3 separate regions of the Mus musculus genome follow, and regions 1 and 2 are each linked to region 3. The links are chromatin contacts, called in public Hi-C maps. All regions are on one chromosome and are shown on one strand. The core of a region is the stretch at or near the end of the contact, and the rest is flanking DNA. Distances in the headings are between cores, read along the strand shown.

The links. A called contact is a pair of places that touch in the nucleus more often than the background predicts.
Region 1: a contact with region 3 is called in a Hi-C map of B cells, with 6 read pairs. The contact joins the promoter of Rbms1 here to the promoter of Cytip in region 3. A contact is called at or near these places in 1 of 484 Hi-C or Micro-C datasets (B cells) and 1 of 115 datasets of contacts at active chromatin or transcription factors (large pre-B cells).
Region 2: a Hi-C map of B cells shows a contact between it and region 3, with 8 read pairs. The contact joins the promoter of Marchf7 here to the promoter of Cytip in region 3. A contact is called at or near these places in 1 of 39 promoter capture datasets (pre-B cells), 2 of 484 Hi-C or Micro-C datasets (B cells and CD4 T cells) and 1 of 115 datasets of contacts at active chromatin or transcription factors (CD4 single positive thymocytes).

Annotation. Positions count from the first base shown.
Region 1 is chr2:60,878,756-60,883,103 of GRCm38.p6, forward strand. It overlaps Rbms1 (RNA binding motif, single stranded interacting protein 1), which reads right to left and starts at 2,683. Exons shown (of 14, transcript NM_001141931.1): 1 at 2,363-2,683. The coding sequence starts at 2,431. LOC108168762 (a long non-coding RNA gene) reads right to left here. Exons shown (of 2, transcript XR_003953832.1): 2 at 4,211-4,348.
Region 2 is chr2:60,208,339-60,212,293 of GRCm38.p6, forward strand. Marchf7 (membrane associated ring-CH-type finger 7) reads left to right here and starts at 1,598. Exons shown (of 10, transcript NM_020575.2): 1 at 1,598-1,746. It also overlaps a transcript of Baz2b not described here.
Region 3 is chr2:58,158,804-58,162,714 of GRCm38.p6, forward strand. Cytip (cytohesin 1 interacting protein) reads right to left here and starts at 1,319. Exons shown (of 8, transcript NM_139200.4): 1 at 1,079-1,319. The coding sequence starts at 1,252.

The DNA.
Region 1 (4,348 bases), core at 1,433-3,932, 2.7 Mb after region 3:
AAGGCCATTGGAGTATGAGGTCCCAAAGGCCTGGTGGCCAGGATTCAAGTCCTGCCTCTGCACGCTGGGTGGTATGGACTCTGGGCAAGTTATTTAATCCATGCTTTAATGTTCACTGTAAAGTAGAGACTAATATTACCTACCACACAGGGCCGCTGCCAATGTGATGAAATCAGTTAATCCACAGAAACATTCCAAATGCCAGCCAGCAGGTAGTAAGGTGCTCGGTGATCGTTAGCTACCACGATTCTGTGTGTGTCTATACTAAGAGTGATTCTGACTTGTAGGCGTTCCAAAGGTGATTTAAGTATCCCTCACACTCCTTTTTATTCCTCAAGGAAGTTATCTGAAATCAGCCCCTAACAGCTGATTGTGTATTTCTAGATGAAAATCAAACTGCATTATATGCCTGAAAATTGCCAATTCTGTCGGCAAACTGAAGAAAGCATTTATGAACTGAAAGGCGCAAAGCTTTGCATCACAGCATCTTATAAGAAGTATTAATTAGATTTCCCATTCAGGCTAAGCCAGGATGAGATCATGAAGTCACTCACGGTAACCAGGTCCCTGCGCTCCAAGTGTGCTTTTTCAGTGAATGGCAAAATACTAACAAAAGAAACCTTTGACTCAAATACCACTGGTACCCAGGGTCTTGTGTCTGTATAATGCCTACACATTCATTTCTTTCTTTGCCTATAGAAAAAAGAAAGTCTGTTTGTTTTTCTGATTCAGTCAGCCCTTTTAGTCTTTGAGTCTAAGGAGAGGCTTGTGAAAAGAGCATCTTATCAGCATGCTCCAGCCAGCAGGCTGTGCCCCCCTCCACAACCAAACCTCCAGCCTCTCTCAGCAAAAGGCCTCACCCTCTGAGCCTTTTCCCATTTCAGAGCTAACACCCTGCTGGGTTTTGACAACAAATAAATGAATACACAAGGCCCTAACATAATTAGCCATCTTTTCAGGTAGAGAGAGGTGGGTGGGGGGAGGAGGGCTTGGGAGAATACTTTAGTGTAAATTGGCCTCACTTCTGAAGTTGACGCTGGCACACAGCATCTGAGGGCACTTATTTTAAATAAAGCCACATGAAGTGAGTTTTCGAGATACCCGTCCGTGAATCCTGACCTTGTGCATATCTATCTCAGCCAAGTCGTCAGTAAAGATTTTAAACTTGTAACCCAAAGATTGGACTTCTTAATCCAGGAGAAAGGCTGTGGCTTGGACATCGTGGGCACTGAAACCCAGGGACATTTATTTACTTCTTTTAAAGGGGAATTTTAACAAACAAAAGAGGCAAAGAAAGTAAAATAGAAAATAGTACTTTGTGACCCCGAGGAAGCATTTCAGATGGGCTGATGCTGGACAGCCGGAACAATAATCCTGCAAACCGCCACAAAGAACTCAGCAGGCTCCAGTGCCACACATCTGGATCTTAATGGAACCACAGTTTACGTGGAAGGGTGCATTTTGCTGCTATCATTACTGGGATAACTTAATTGATCTGTCTCTGTGGCTGAGGGTGTAGACTAGAGATTTATTACGAAGGGAAAAGATCTGCAATGCTGCCTTTTCTTTTTCAACAAGCATTCTGTCACTGACCTCTAAACGAGTTTAACCTTTTCTGAGCAGACCTGCACATTTTTAACATAATTTAGAGCTAGGGTTTTTGTTGTTGTTATTGCTGCTGCTGAGAGGCTGTGGGGTTTTTATCACAACATGGCTTCAGTAACCTTCTTTCAAAAACAAAGATGTTAAAAACAAAAGACCGAAACTAAAACCTGCCAGTTCCACTCCTTTTCCAGGCAGGGGATTCGGATGTAACCTTTCAAGTGCCTTTGGAGTTCAATCTGTTAGAAAATGTATGAAACAAAATTAGAATAGGAAAAGGCGTGTGTATGACTCAGGCTTATCCCAGTATCTCTATCACAGGATTTCCCTGTGTTTCTGAAAACCTTGAGAAAGTGACAGAAGTTCCTGTTTTTCTTTTCTTTTTTGTCTTTTTTTTTTTTTTTTTAAAATAAGAAGGGTGGCGCGCGCGAACACACACACACACACACACACACACACACACACACACACACACGTCTTCCGGGTTCCCCATGAATCAGACAGGTTTCTTGGAGGTCCCCTAGTGCAATGCAAAGCACTGCCCCGACGTATCCCCAGTTCCTCTGTACACAAAGGTCTCCAGGAAACCCCCAAACTTGTTGCGGGCCGCCGGAGCCCTTGGCCGCGCGCCTGCCCGTCCCACCTCTCCGCCAGTCCCCGTCCCGGTCCCCCCGGGCATCTCTCCGCCCGCCGCCTCCTTCCGAAACCGGGTCACCGCCCCGCGCGCTCGGCGCAGGCCTGGGGAGCGCGGCAGCCTCACCTGCTTGCGGTAGGGCGTCCTGCAGCCGCCGGCAGCGCCGGGGTGGCCGCTGCCGCTGGGGAAGATCATCTCGGGCGCGGGGAGCTGAGGCAACCGGGGCCGCGGCGCTCCGGGAACTCCCTCTCTCGCCTGTCCGGGCAGGCGGAGGGAGGATGCGGCCGGGGACTGGCTCGCGGCTCCCGCCCTAAAAGTGCGGCGCGACGCGCGCGGCCGGCGACTCTCGAGCAGCTCCGGGGGCCGCCGCCCTGCGTGCCATGGACCGGAGTTCGCGCGCGGTGCCGGCGGCAGCGGACGAGCAGCGCCGCCGCGTCCCCACCTCCCGCCGCCTCAACCACCGCCCCGAGAGCGCGCCGGCCGGGGGCGGGGAAGCAGCCGCGCACCGCCTAGTGCCGCGCCCAGCCCTCCCGCGCCTCCCGCCCGCCCGGCCGCCCGGCCGCGCCCGCTCCCCCGGCCTCGGCCCCCGCGCTCGGCCTCCCGGGCTGGGGCGGCAACCCGGGCTGCGCGGCGCCCCCATCCCGCGCAATGGTTGGCTCTGGCGCCCCGCATGCCTCACATTCCTGGGAGCAGCCACCCCAGGCCCTTGGGCCAGGCGTCGCCGTGGCTTCGCACCCCACTTGGCTGCCCCTTTTAAGGGCATCGCTTCGGGAACCGCTGGAACACCTGGATAGGAAGCCAATGGCCCGCCTTTTCTTTCATCTTTCACAGCAGCCCCTGGTCCCGAAAAGGCGCGGATAATTACTCTCACTTCCCTGTCCAGATCTACCTCCCAGGACACTTCTCAGCCCCCCAGTTATAAGCATGCTACATTTTTGTAGAGCAAACGGGTGGGTTTTTTTTGTTTTGTTTTGTTTTGTTTTTGTGTTTTCCTTTCCAGTCCCTCACCCAAATACACCCGGGAAAGTTTTCAATTTCATTCTTGTGCCACAGAGGAAGAGTTTTCCTTCAAGACAACATTATCAAAAAAGCAATGAAAACCTTATAAGCCATCCAAAGGGGAGACCTGTCCTTCCTGGAAAAGACAGAAGATACAGGAATTCAACCTAGTTATTAAAAAGACGGCAAGAAAGGGACAAAGACAGGAGTAATTTCCTTTGTTCTCAAGTGGAAAAAAAAATAAAAACTGCTTCTCTTGCCGCTCCTTTTGCAGTCACCTCTCTGGATGTAGCTAGCAGGCTTTGAACACATGTTGATGTGGAGGCCTCAGAAGAGGGTGGTCAAGCAAGCCATTTCTGGATAGGGTTACCAGGGCTGGTTGCCATCTTTAAATTGGCGACGGGGTCCCTGACAAGTATTCCTGAATTCTGGGATTACAGCCACAGTACACATACATAGGTCTTCCCTGGCTTCTAACATCTTCCTGGAAAGGCCCATCTGCTACAACAATGAAAAATCCCAGCTTGTCTTAACAAGAGAAGGAACTCAAACTCTGGCTGTCACAGAGATGCTATGAACGTCAACTTTCTAGCCAAAGTGTAGCCATTCAGAGACTTTTCTGAAAACAAAGTTGAAAATTATACTTCCCAGAAATCCTGCTGGTGACTTAGTCAGCTGCTTCCAAAGTCCCCAGAGTTCCAGCAAAAGTAACAAGAAATAATAAGTCTTGCCTATTGAAAGCAGACACACCCACAACACACACATAATCCTAATTCTTTTCACTTAAAAAAAAAAAAAAAACAGCAAAGGCTAGGGTATTCGGTGCATACTGGGCAAGTAAAACCTTAAAATTCACAGGATATCTGCCCTTGAAAGTGTTTAAAGATTACAGCACAGCCAGGCTGTGAGCTAGTGGGGACCCCAGAACTGTTTTTCTACTACTACTCCATGCATTGGTTTTGTTTTTTTTTTTGGTTTTTTTTTTTTTTTTTTTTTTTTTTTTTGCTGTGACCTGTTGTCTTTCCTCACTATGAGCCAGCACAAATGCAAAGTGGACAGTTTTAGTTCCAACTGTTCAAGTCGAAGATGCCTTTTCCTGAGGACTCGAGACAC
Region 2 (3,955 bases), core at 348-2,847, 2.0 Mb after region 3:
AGACACATAACGTAACTGTTAACAATTATGGAACGCTTGCTATGTTCTAAGAACTGACAGATCCCCTCATTTAATCCCTTCAACACCACCATGAAGTTTGGGGAGCATGGCGGATTAGGGTTCCCTAACCCACAGGAAGAAGCCTGGGTTAAGGAATTCTTGGCAACATTAAAGAACTGCTGAAGACAAAGGTAATCAGACAAAGTGCTGAGATATGAACCCATGAATTCTGATTCTTAAGGGTGTTACACGGCCAAACAGAATGGAACAATTATTTCTCTTAAAAGGACAAATTACATCTCCTCAAAAGTAATCTGTACTTAATTTTATCCTTTACCAGACACTTTGTCTACTACATGCCCTAAAAGGATGACACCTGGGTGTCAACTTTAACAAAATTAAAAAAAAAAACAACCCAAAACCCTTAAGTTTGTACGAAATTTATTAGTGATGAGTGAAGAAAAATGAGAGATGATTACTGACTGTATATATGTATATATACATATGTGTATATATATATATATATATATATATATATATATATATATGTAGCATTTCACTTAGTCACTTAGTGGAATTATGTAGATCCAAGTTATTCTTTGAAACAAACACCCTTAAATCAAATAGGTCACTTAAAAACCCAAGTGCCCTCCCTGTGCTTCCAAGTTTTAGTAAGAACTTACCGTTAAACAACTTGCGTTTGGTCCATCATTGAAACGCCACATAATTTGTGGCTTTTCCCATACTCTCTTGCATTTCTTAGTCCTCATTTACATCTTAGTTTAACCACATTCACCGTGGTTTCTGAAAGTTTCTTCTCGTATTCCTCAGACTACGTCACAGATTCCCTCGCTCTTTCTAAATAAGTGAATGTCTGCTGCAAAACCTGTAGCTGCGCTCTCAGAGCTTAAAAAGCCCGATTTTTTTTTTTTTTTTTTAAGATTCCGAAGTGATCGTCCAAATACCCCGTCGCTACAACTTATTTACTCCAGGGAAACTGCCAGCAGCAGGGTGTAGGAATCAATCGGAAGGCTGTAGTAGGTGGAGGGAGAGCTGTCAAATCCTACAAGGTTGGGCAGGGAGGACGCGCCGGGGAGGCTCGAGGGGAGGTGGGGGAAAGGCAGCGTCGGACTCCATTCCGTAAACAGTCCCTGCGCCACTTGCCGAGCGCAGAGAAAACAAAATCCACCCCCGCAACCAGCCGGGCGGGACCCGGAGCGGCGGGCCTGGTAGGGGCCCGCGGCGGGCGCGGGAGCCAGGCGGGCGCCGAAGCCCCTCGCACTGCGGGCGGCGACCGGCCCGCCCGGCCTCCCGCGCCGCGCCGCTCCGGGCGCCCGCACGCCCGCACGTCGCCGACCGTCTGCGGCCGCTTACCGTGGCGCCTCGCAGCTTCCCCCGAGGCGGCCCTCAACGGCTGCCGCAGTCAGAGCACCACCCCGCGGCGGGGCACGTCTAGCCCGCCCGCAGCTCCCGGCTCCCCCGCAGCGCCGCCAGCGCCGCCGCCGCCGCGGCTCTCGCGAGAAGCGGGCGAGCGAGCGCGCAGGGGGCGGGGGAGGAGGAAGGGCGGGGCTGCCAACGGCGGCGGCCACTTCTGCGGCGCATCCGGAGGGGCGGCCGCCATTGTGCTTCGTCGCCGACTTCTCTGCCGGTAGCCCGAGAGCCGAGCCGAGCCCAGCGAGGAAGGCGGCGGCGGTGTGGCTGCGGCGAGCGCGACACTCCCTGCAGCGGAGTGCTCGGTGGAAGAGGGTAAAGAGCGGCGGCGGCGGCGTGGGGGGGAGGGGAGCGCTGGAGTGCGAGCCACCCCCACCCCCACCCGGGACCCCGGGGGCAGGGCGGGCGGGCGGGCGGGCAGATGGTGCGCGTCCCTCGGGGACCCGCGACGACCTGCGGCGCCGGGCGGCCGTAGTGCGGGGTCGGCTCACCCGGGATTTCGGTCGGTTTCCCCCAGTCCCCTCGGAGTAGGTGGAGGGAGGTAGGCCTCTCGGTGGCCCCGCACCGGGAGTGGCGTGACACGGGCATGTGAGGCAGGAAGGCTGGCTCTCCTGACCCGGGGCGAGACACGGGTGTAAGGGGCCGACTCTAGACACGCAAGGTGTGAGTAGTAAAATGCACCCTCACCTTGGAGAAACTGCGTAGTGAAGAGCGCGCACGCACACACACACACACACACCCCGAAACCACTACAGTGAACACCCTCCTTCTCCACCCCCCTACAAAAGTACGTGTTGGTATATGGGGGTGGAAATCCGTGTGGGTCATAAACATGACGTCACGATCAGTGTGAAAACAGTTTAAAGAGCGGGTCCGGGTCACACGCCATTCTGTAGTTTGTGTGTGTGTGTTTTTATTGTCTTCAGTGTCCTTATTTTTTAAGTCCCACCCCCCCTCCCCCGTTTGTATCCAGAACGTAGGGGTGAGTACCGAGATACCGTCCTGATTGACAAACAATAGTACTCTCACTAAAAAAGGTAGATCCTATGTAGTCTCACAAGATAACCCGAAATGGGGTCAGTATTTCCTTTTGAGGAGCTTTTGTGTGTGTGTGTGAGTGAGAGAAGCAGCAGTTGTGCTGAGGCAGTCGCAATGGAACCAGAAACTCTGGCATCGCCATGACCATAGTTATTTTACCTCTTAAGATCTCCTAGTTGAGATGAGTCCCCTCCACCCCCGACTCCTGGGATGCCTTTTTTAAGGAGATAGTGTGTGAAGCAGTCAGCAGAGCAGGCACACTACAGGGCATAATACTTGTACTGTGGATTTTTAATGACTTCAAACAGAAGGAATTTACCACCAAGTTTTATCATCAAGCATTCTGGTCAGAACGAAACTTGGACTTTGTGAGTTGTGTCCCTATAGCTTCATGTTTTTATGGGTTGATTAGAGGGCTCTTACCTTGTGTTTCCCGCTGGCACTGAACTCATGATGTTATCCAGACCCACCTCTAAGGTAAGATACTCTTGCTTAAGCCTTCTGAGCTCCGGGATTGCTGTGCCACCAGATCAACACCACCACACACTTCTAGTTTTGCCCTAGATGTTTGGTACACCATCCACCTCCCTCCTTCACGCCCTCCTCTTTCTCTCATACCCGAAGATTTTTTTTTCATTATTTGACAGTTTCATATATGTATATAATGCAATTCAGTACCCCCCATTACCTTATTTTCAGTTACATGATGGGTCAGATTGTCTTACACAGTGTAGGGTCTCGGGCATGCTAAGCATTTGCTCTCTGAGCTATATTCAAGACCCCTCAACCCAGGTCAGGTGTCTTGAATAAGGAAGGTTGTTTTCTCATATAACTTCACAGATTTTTCTGTGTTCTACATGAAGGTTTTGGATAATCAACTTGAATGTGAGCCATCTGTAGCCTTTATGCAGTCAAATGTTATTCCATATCCATCTCTCACACACCTGTCATCTGTTATATCCACGTTTTAATATATTTTAGGAAAGTAATGGTCGAGTGGAAAATTTATCAAGTAGTGTAAGCATTGTTTGGTTACCAGGTTAGAACTTCCCTTTGCAGGAATGAGCTTGACGCAACATCTTCCAACAACTCACAGTTTAGTCATCAGACCAACGCGTAAACATGCACCTTACTGCCTTCCTTACTGTAAATACTGTACGGACAGACTGTGGGGTGGAAAGAGGGCACACGCTTGGACAACTGTAGAGTGCTTGAGCTAAACTGAGGCTTGGCTAGGACCTGCTGTGATGATGTGCTGTTTTGGGAGGTGACAGGGCTTTCCGCAGTGGAAAGGTAATGAAGGAAAGTTAGAGCTTAGCAGTGAAGACTTGGATTAATAAATTAGAAAGTTTAGTGCCCTGTGCCATGGGGTGGAGAAAGAGCTGTTGTACCCAAGTAAAACTATCTTTATCTTTGTTGACACATTCTTCTGTGTGTCTGTAAAATACCTGGCAATACTTAGAGTGTATAAGCTTGTATCAAGCTA
Region 3 (3,911 bases), core at 69-2,568:
CTTCAACTTTGTAATGCTGAAGTTAGATGAGCTCAGAGGAGAACACAATATGCACAATGTAGTAAGCCACAAAGCTGTGTTTTAAGTCAGTTCTAAACATCTTGTGCATGACTGTTTATATAAATTCAAATACACACCTTGGACCTTATAGAAAAGTATATGATCAAAATACATAAAGTGGTATATAGTTCATTCTTATGTATTACAAATGGAAGACCAAAGATTCAGAACAAATTCACTAGACACATACTTTTCCAGTTGAGTTTTCATCTCTAAAGACATTTCATAAAAATTTTCGAACAGCCTTTATTGAGTGCTGAGTGCCCTGTACATTTCCTTACTTAAAGGGCAGAGGGTTCAAGGAAGTTGTTTCTGCTGTTACCTAATCAAGTGAATGGAGTTTAGTTTGATAGCTTCCTTTTCAGAAAGACATAATGTGAGGGGGGCAGCTACCAACTTGCTCTGTATGCCACAGCTACCAAGCAGCCCATTCACCTCCCCGAAATAGTCCTACTTCCCAATAGCCCAAGGTTCTATCATTGCTCCAGGACTGAAGAATTCACTTGGCTGACAGAGGTAGTGTTCAAGGAGAAGTCTTCTCTCGATTGTGAACTGACGGGGCCTGGAGGTAAGCCCAGAGGGAGACAATGAACAGACACACAAACGGAGGAGTGTTGATCGTGTGGGTTGTGTACCTGTAAACGACCTTCATGTTCATTGTTCTCAACAACTTTCATTTTACCTGAGCACATCTTTAAATGAAGATAAATATTTGAGTCTTACTTTAAAAAAAAAAAAAAGTGACTGTTTTTCTATCCTTCAACTGTGATACTATCTCTGGTAGACATGTCACCTCCCCCCTCACATGTACTCTCAGTCATTAACTCCTAAGTTAATTGGGTAGTAGACAGAGGTTCTCCTCAGGGAAAAGAACTCTCCTTTGAATAAGAACCGAAATGACTCCTAAGCGCGGGGAATAAGGCTGGTAGTCAAAGTTAACAGAGACACGCAGGAGCAGGTACCACTTTCAGCAGAGGTCAGGCAAACGTGAACACTCTAGACAGCGCAGCAACCTTACCTGCTTTCGTCCCCGGGGCAAAGTAGCTACAGTGTCTGCCAGCACTTGAATCCTTCGGTTGTCTTCCATCGTGAGCTGGCCCGTGAGGACGGAGTAGGAGCCGTAGGCAGAGTCAGCACAGTACTCCAAATTGCCATTGCTGCCCTGCCGCTGCAGAAACCTTTGCAGAGACATTGTGGGCAAAGATTAATCCCGCCAACACATGGTTCCCTGGCCTTGCAGGAGGGAGGAAGCGAAATGCACAGCCCTCTGACACGCAGTCGAAAAAGTAGCAAAGCCAACAGAACCCATGTGACTGCTGTGGTTTGAGACACTGTTGCACAAAGCCTATAGAGGAGGTCACTCCTACTCTCCAGTGCTCCTGAGAGAACCTTGCGTTCCTTTTCTACAATTAAAAAAAAAAAAAAAGAAAAAGAAAAAAATCAGTGTACTTTTCCTCCCTCAAACAGCCGGAACATAGAGTTTGATACTCTATGGCTACGGGTACTCAAAACAGAATTTTCCAGAGAAAGAAAAGAAAAGAAAACAACTTTGTTCAAGTTCGCTCATTTGCTTCCTACCCGTTTGCTCATTTAATATTAGCACCCCCGTGCACTTAACAGACTGTGCCCTCACTCACTCTTTTGGCTGTAAATGTCACAGGTGCTGGCCAGGTTGTTCTCTGGTAAAGTCCTTGTGGTGTTCCTCCCTCTACCTCATTAAAGTTCATCAAAAATGCATTCTGTCCCTAGAGCTGTAGCCGTTTGACATTCACCTAATTGCCTTTATGCCGCTTTATTCTTACCGCAATTACCCATCAGCTTTATAAGAACATAACGGGGAGGGGAAGGAAAGGCAGCGTATTTAGTGCAGAACATTGTTCGTATCTGGGGCTACTCATACCTACAACTTTAGGGGGGAAGAAAGCAGTGGGAAAGAAGGGGGTAGTCAAGCTGAGATAACACAGGATGGTTCCTGTGGCAGTGTGCCATCACGGTGGGGGGAGGGACTTGAAAACAGTTGCTTTTTTTATTTTTTAAATTTTGTATTTTTCAAGTAGTTGAAGATAACGGGTTTCACCCAGAAGCAGGAAAGTACGTAAAAGGCAGAATCAAAGCAAAAATAAAAAGGAGAAGTTTTAAATAGCACAGAAGTCAAACACGCACGTAAAAGTCGTTTGGAAGGTCACTACTAGAGTTTACAAGAGTTAGAAAAGCTCCGAGCTAGAATGGAATGCGTGCACTAGAACTCGAAGTGGGTTCAACCCAAGCAGAACTGGCCAAGTGTGAGTCATAAAGTCGTCAGAATTAATGAAAAGAGGAAGCCGGATCGGAGAACGGTAACGCTCTAACACAGCATGACTCCTTACTGTTGGAACTGAATAAGAATAGAAAGAAGACGATGTCCCTTAAAACATATAAAATCTAAGTTGGAGATTACAAGCACACATCCTTCTAGGGGGCAGATATGTGTAATTCAAAAGAAAGTGCTGGTAACTTTGGTAGCTTAACAATTTTTTTTTTCCTCTAGGAATTTTACAGTCAGGTAAATGTGTTAATACTTGCAAACATTGAATCAAGCCAAGTTCTATAGATGAAAACAGTAACTGTACAAATTCAGTGTTATGAGGTATTAGTCTGTAGATTGCAGACATTAATGATTGACTGGAAGCATGTTTCACTATATGCCATAAAATGCACCTAACATGCTGACTCTTTCAATAACTACATTTACATTTATATTCCACTAGTATTAAAAAAAAACAAAGGCACATCTGCTCCCTGCCCATACACATCAGTCAGGCCACACCCATGAATGTATTTACGAACTGGCCAACCATGATGGTTCGGGTCTCTCTTCTGATTCTTGAGGCCTGCATCGTGCCACTTACTACACACTTTGAATAATATCCCGATCAGTAGTGTCATCTGTGATAAAATGACTCATCTTCAATGACAACGAAGCTTTCAGACACCAAATTGTTGACTTACAGCAGTGTGTGACTGTGTAGGTTTTTAGAAGTTGTGGGCTTTTTTCCCCCTCTAGGATTTACCTTCCATCCCCTCTCAGCCTCTTCATTACTGTGAGAAGGGGATACAGTAGACAATCTGCTCAATCTGTCTACCATGCAGGTCTGAGGTGTCCTTCAGTGTCCATAGGACAGAAAGGACAGATTTGACGTTCCTTCTGCATTCTACTTTCTAAAGAGGCCCGTCAGACTTCTTCAGATCATCTCTTTAAGATCTAAATACCACATGTGGGTCATAGTCAGATACACTCACGACAGTTTCTACATTAATGTACCACATCCTCTCAGTTAGGAGAGACCAGGAGGCAACTTTTAACTTCAAGTTTACATTTTGTCTTAAATGTATAAACTGGAAAAGAAATGTCTCTCTGTGAGAACTAAAGGTTAGTTAAAAAGAAAGGAGTTATATGTTAAAAACTAATTGAATTGTAATTTCCTGAACCATCATGGAAGTAAATCCAACCTAATGAAAAGGAAGAAAATGAAAGAAAGAAAGAGAGAGAGAGAGAGAGAGAGAGAGAGAGAGAGAGAGAGAGAAAGGAAGGAAGGAAGAAAGAAAAAAGAGAAAAGGGAAGGATGGATAGGAGAGAGAGAGAGAGAGAGAGAGAGAGAGAGAGAGAGAGAGTCATATCGTATTCCAGAGGGGTTATCTTGTTCCTCCTTCAAGGGTAATCTGAGTGTGGGAACAGAATTCTTTAAAAGCCTGTGCCACGTTTTCCAAAAATTTACTTTCCATTGTTTGGGGCAAGTATTCTTCTTATATGAATGAAGCATTTTGTTTATTTATAGAAATCCATCTTTAGTATGAATGAAGTAAACCCTAAT